2 separate regions of the Macaca mulatta genome follow, and region 2 is linked to region 1. The links are chromatin contacts, called in public Hi-C maps. All regions are on one chromosome and are shown on one strand. Each heading gives the region's core, a stretch centred on a gene start, on an enhancer-like site or on the middle of the called end of the contact. The rest is flanking DNA. Distances are from core to core; before and after follow the strand shown.

The links. Hi-C and Micro-C count contacts between places; a contact is called where the count stands out from the background.
Region 2: a contact with region 1 is called in a Hi-C map of fetal cortical plate, with 2.9 times the contacts expected there. The contact joins the promoter of PIK3CB here to the promoter of FAIM in region 1. A contact is called at or near these places in 2 of 14 Hi-C or Micro-C datasets (fetal cortex germinal zone and fetal cortical plate).

Annotation. Positions count from the first base shown.
Region 1 is chr2:41,611,757-41,614,493 of T2T-MMU8v2.0, reverse strand. FAIM (Fas apoptotic inhibitory molecule) reads right to left here and starts at 1,270. Exons shown (of 6, transcript NM_001266110.1): 1 at 1,034-1,270.
Region 2 is chr2:41,844,916-41,847,763 of T2T-MMU8v2.0, reverse strand. PIK3CB (phosphatidylinositol-4,5-bisphosphate 3-kinase catalytic subunit beta) reads left to right here and starts at 1,559. Exons shown (of 23, transcript XM_077991523.1): 1 at 1,559-1,797.

The DNA.
Region 1 (2,737 bases), core at 21-2,520:
GTTTTAGAACGAATCTTGTGGGATTCATTCTACACAAATGATCATGCTCAAAATCCCAGATGCAACGGTGCTCAGTTAATTACTTTTTGCAATAACTAAAAACTGGAAACCACTTGGGTGCTCACAATCAGGGAGAAACTACCTTTAGTAAATCACATTCCAGTCAAAGCCATGCCAGGAGTCAGGGATAGATGAGGCAGTCAACCTGGCACACAGGAATGTACAGTCTAGTGTGGCCAATAAAAAGGACGCAGAAAAACATTTAAAGATACGGGTAAATGCATGTGATGTATTATTAAGACAATGAGGCCGAAGGTTGAGGCTGCAGCAGTGAGCCGAGATCGCGCCACTGCATCATTCCAGCCTGGGCGACAGGGCGAGATCCTGTCTCAAAGGAGAGGGAGCGAGCGAGAGCGAGCGAGCGTGTTTCAGCACTTTATGATGCAGGTTCTGCAAAAATAAGCCCCGCTCATATTACAAGGAAAAACCGTCTGGAAGAAAATACATCTTCATGTTAACCCAGCTTGTCTCTGGGGAACACGGGCACGGCTGCTTTGCTTGCTTCCTTGTTGCTTTCTGTTCTTTTTTTCGACAGTGACAAATATTATATTTAGAGTTCGCGAACAGGCCGGAGGCGGGTGCGGCAGGTCGCGGGGCAGGGCCTGGCCAGGCAGGGACGGCCAGGCAGGGACGCCCCCGCACCGCCCCGGTCTGGCCCCGCGCCCCGCCGCACCTCTACCTTTACCCGCGGTGAGCGGGAGCCGGGTCCCGCCCCAAGGCCTGGGATCACCGGCGGGCCGGCTGGAAGCGTCCGGAACTCACCCAACGCCTCACCCGCCTGGGTCTCACCGACCGCGCAGACACCTCCCGCCGCCGCCGCCGCCCAGAGATGGCCGCCGCCTGCGCAGCAGGGCCGAGGGCGTGGGGATGCCGGGGGCTGTGCGCAGGGGCTTCCAGGGTGCGGAGCTGACGGGCCCGAGGCGTCCAGGCGGGCGCAGGCGCGACCCCGACCCCACCCGGGCTGCTACCTCACCTGCGCGCTGTGGGCCGTGGGAGGCTCTGGGGTAGGTTTCACCAAACAACCGGTTGGTTCCGACTCGGCTACGTAGGCCGCGTGGCCTTGCTTCCCTCGCAGAGAAACAGGCGCAGCCGGCGCGGAGGTTGAAAGCTCTGCGGGCGCGAGTACCAACGCGCCGACTGTTTGTCGCGCCTCAGGTCCCCTGGGGCGCCCAGTGCAGGAGGCCACCCCTCCCGCCGCCACGGACCCAACCCCGGTCCTCTGCCTTAGCCGAAGGCCGCACCCTCCGCACACAGGCCTTCCTCAGCCCCAACCCAGGACATCACCAGGTCCCGCAGTGCGTCCAGTCTTCCCGCCCGCAAGTGTGGGTAGGAGCCGGCCGCTGGCCCCGCGCTGGGCACAACCTGGTGGGCTAAACCAGCCCTGTGCCTGCTCTGCAGCTATGGGGAAGGGAAACCTGGTCATGGCAGCTATGGCATTCGCTCCTTAAAACCTCTTTATGGAGTCTCATTCCTTTTTTAAAGACCCAAACTACTTAAGGTGGGCATGAAGCCCCCATGTGTGATCTAGCCCCTGTCTGCTTGGCTTCATTTAGGTCCTTAAAGGATGCAGGTTTCTTCTCACCTAGGGCATCTGCAAATGCTCTTCCCTCTGCCTGAACACTCCTCACCTCTTCCCTGTTGTGAGTGTTCTTCATATATCATTTCTTAGGTTATACTATCCTGGCCTATGAGACTTTGCAGCATTGCTGGGTGTGGTGGCTCATACCTGTAATCATGGCATTTTGGGAGGCAGAGTGGCGGATCGCTTGAGTCCAGGAGTTCAAGACCAGCCCGGGCAACATGGCAAAAAAAAAAAAAAAAAAAAAAAAGAAAGAAAAAGAAAAAGAGAGCGAGAGAATGAGAAAAAAAGAAAGAAAATAATTAGCAGCTCAGGCCTGTAATCCCAGCTACTTGGGATGCTGAGGTGGGAGAAGTGCTTGGGCCCCAAAGGGAGGTAGAGGCTGTAGTGAGCTGTGATTGCACCATTACACTCCAGCCTGGGCAACAGAGCGAGACCCTGTTTCATTTAAAAAAAAAAAAAAAAACACACACACACACACACAAACCAGCCGGGCTCAGTGGCTCACACCTGTAATCCCAGCACTTTGGCACTTTGGGAGGCTGAGGCAGGCATGGCAAAACCCCATCTCTACTAAAAATACAAAACTTAGTGGGGTGTGGTGGTGCATGCCTGTAGTCCCAGCTACTTGGGAGACTGAGGCAGGAGAATTGCTTCAACCTGGGAGGTGGAGATTGCAGTGAGCTGAGATTGCGCCACTGCACTACAGCCTGGGTGAAGAGCAAGACTGTCTCAAAAAAAAAAAAAAAACCAAAAAAACAAAACAAACAAACAAAAAAAACAGCTGGGCACGGGGGCTCACACCTGTAATCCCAGCACTCTGGGAGGCCAGGGTGTGCGGATTGCCTGAGGTCAGGAGTTTGAGAGCAGCCTGGCCAATGTAGTGAAACCCTATCTCTACTAAAAATACAAAAATTAGCCGGGCGTGGTGGCATGCTTCTGTAATCCCAGCTACACAGGAGGCTGAGGCAGGAGAATGACTTGACCTCAGGAGGCAGAGGTTGCAGTGAGCTGAGATCACCTCACTGTACTGCAGCCTGAGCCACAGAGTGATACTTCATCTCAAAACAAAAACAAAAACAAAAAAAACACAAAGAT
Region 2 (2,848 bases), core at 310-2,809, 230 kb before region 1:
TTTTTCTTTTCTTCTTCCCAGACAGGGTCTTGCTCTATTTCCCAGGCTGGAGTGCAGTGGCGCTATTGCACTATCTCGAGTAACACCAGCCTCGACTTCCCAGGCTCATGTGATCCTCCCACCTCAGCCTCCCAAATAGCTGGGACAACAGATGCACATCACCACACTCACGTCACTTTTGTTAGTCTCGCTATATTGCCCAGGCTGGGTTTGAACTCCTGGGCTCAAGTGATCTGTCCACTTGGGCCTCCTAAAGTGTTGGTATTACAGGTGTGAGCCACCACTCCCAGCCTCTTCTGGAATTTATTTTTGAATGTTCTTGCTTTAAATGGAAAGTCAATTAAAACCAGGATCATTGGCCGGGCGCGGTGGCTCGTGTCTGTAATCCCAGCACTTTGGGAGGCCGAGGCGGGCGGATCACCTGAGGTCGGGAGTTCGAGACCACCCTGACCAACGTGGAGAAAACCCGTCTCTACTAAAAATACAAAATTAGCCGGGCGTGGTGGCGCATGCCTGTAATCCCAGCTACTCAGGAAGGTTGAGGCAGGAGAATCGCTTGAACCAGAGAGGCGGAAGTTGCGGTGAGCCAAGATCGTGCCATTGCACTCCAGCCTGGGCAACAGCAGCAAAACTCTAATTCAAAATAAATAAATAATAAATAAATAAAACAAACCAAAATAAAAAAAAAACTAGGATCATTTCTCAAATAAACTATTGGTTTGTCACTTAATTGATTTGTCACGTTTGCTTTTTATTATATTGTACTTCTAGATTTTATCCCTGACTACTCAACTATTTGTCCAGGGTAACATAGGAGCATTACGTTAGAATATAGTAGCGTTGGAGTGGGTTAAAATGTTGGTTCTCGGTAAGTAAAATTTAAGTGTCCCACCAGAAAGAGGACTGCGATATTTCGTGGTTGAGGTCATAGGTAACAGGAGACAAGGTAGGCAAAAAGGGGTAAAGTTTAAGGCTCTGCAGACAAATGTTAGGTGCTGTTATTGCAAAATTGAACAAAGAACAAGAATCTTGGGCTTGAAACGCTGGACTTTTCCCTTGAAACAACCATTCACAGTATAGGGACTGAAGGGTCAGCTGTGAGGCAGCCGAGCTAGCGCCCTATCCCCACAAAGGGAGTAAAAGACCACGACGGGTAGCGGGAAAAAAATAAGTGCTGCGTCCAAGAATTCAGGAGTCAGTCCATGTCGCAGAACAGGGAGAAGGACTGGGAAGAAAAGGCTAGCAAGGAACCTAGGAACAGAGGAGTCTCTCGGGAGGAGGTTATGGAAGGCGCAGCGGGCGATGGGTCTCTCCTGAAGGCGGCTTGTCGGGGATTCCCTATTCCGCAGTCCTCTGGGAGACGCAGAGAGTTAGGAAGGGCCGTGCAGCAGCGTCGCAGCCCGGCTGGCAGCGGGAGAGGGATAGGCAGTGAGGCCTCTCCCCACGCCCTGCCAGCCCAGCTGCCGCCGCCGCCACCGCGGGGCCCGGGATTGGCCCGAGGGCGGTGCAGGGCGGGGCGGGGGCTGCTGGGATGACGGCCTGAGAGGCTCGCGCGCGCGCACACGGGCGCGGGTACGGCGGCGGCGCGCGCGTGCTCCGTCGGCCTGTGCGGCTGCTGCGGCGGAGCGGGCCATGGCAGTGGGAGGCGGGCGAGTGTAGTGGTGCGCGGGGCAGGCGGGAGGTGGATCGAGAGAGGCAGGGATGGGGGCGCCGGAGCGGAGCGGTTGCGGCGGCCTGGGCTGCTGACCGCGCACTTGGAATAGTAGCAGGCGGCGGCGGCGGCGGAGCGCCAGGCAGGTGAGTGCGGCGGCGCGGGACCCGGATGCGGCGCGGCTGAGGGGCGGCTGGGTCGCGGCGCCGGCTGCGGTGCCCCCGGGCGGGCTGGCGGTGCGCTCTAGCTTGCTGCTACCTGCGGTGCTGGCGACTCTTGTGGTCGCACCGCGCTTCCTGGCAGCTTGGAGGATAACCGCCTGCCGGCCGGTGGGGGCGCCTGGCTTGGTTGCGGCCCGCCCGGGGCTCTCCAAGGTGAGTGGCGCCCCCCGGCCCCCGGGCGGCAGAGACACTGCCGGGCGTCCCGGGCCACTGGCGCTTTGGGTCCCGTTCCTGATGGGCGTCTCTGTGGAGAGACGGCGTCGCGTGTATATGCGGACATCTCCGGAACTTCCCGACCCTCAGGTGCCTTTTTGCGCAGAAGTGTATTTCAGAGGCGTGGACCCAGGGTTATTAGGTTACGAACGTGTTTTCGAATCCCAACGCCGAAGCTGACCAGTCCTGGGGCGTTGGACCAAAATATCCTGTTGTGTTAAATGGAAATAATAATACATACACCATACGGTTGTTTTGAGGTTAGGCATAACTGAACAAGTGCTAAGTAAATGATATCCCTGCTGCAGCATCTCGTGTTAGCTGTTGCTAATTCCTGGCTGCTGGCGTGCGTTTGGGGGCACATTTATTTCCGATCTGCTCTGGTGTTGCAATAACCGATACTGGAGTTGCTTAATATTGGAGCCTGTTACCTCGCAGTGGCCGAAATAGAATCCTATAGTCTCTTTACTAGAATCCTGCAGTCTCTTTTCCCGCAGGGGCTGAATTGGAAGCCTGTCTCAGATACTGAGTGGGAATTACTGCTGAAATGAAACCAAGCGAATTCGGGATTCGCTTAGGATGAAAGATGGTGGGACATAAACTTAAAGTGCTTTGCTGTTTCATCTCAAGTGACGCTTGAACTCTGCCACTTGTTACAGAGTATAAACACACGAAGAGTATGGAAACAGACTCTTTTTTTCTGCATTGCTACATCCAAAGGGAGTGACAAGTGCTTTTGTAAACATCATTGTGGGCAGTGTGA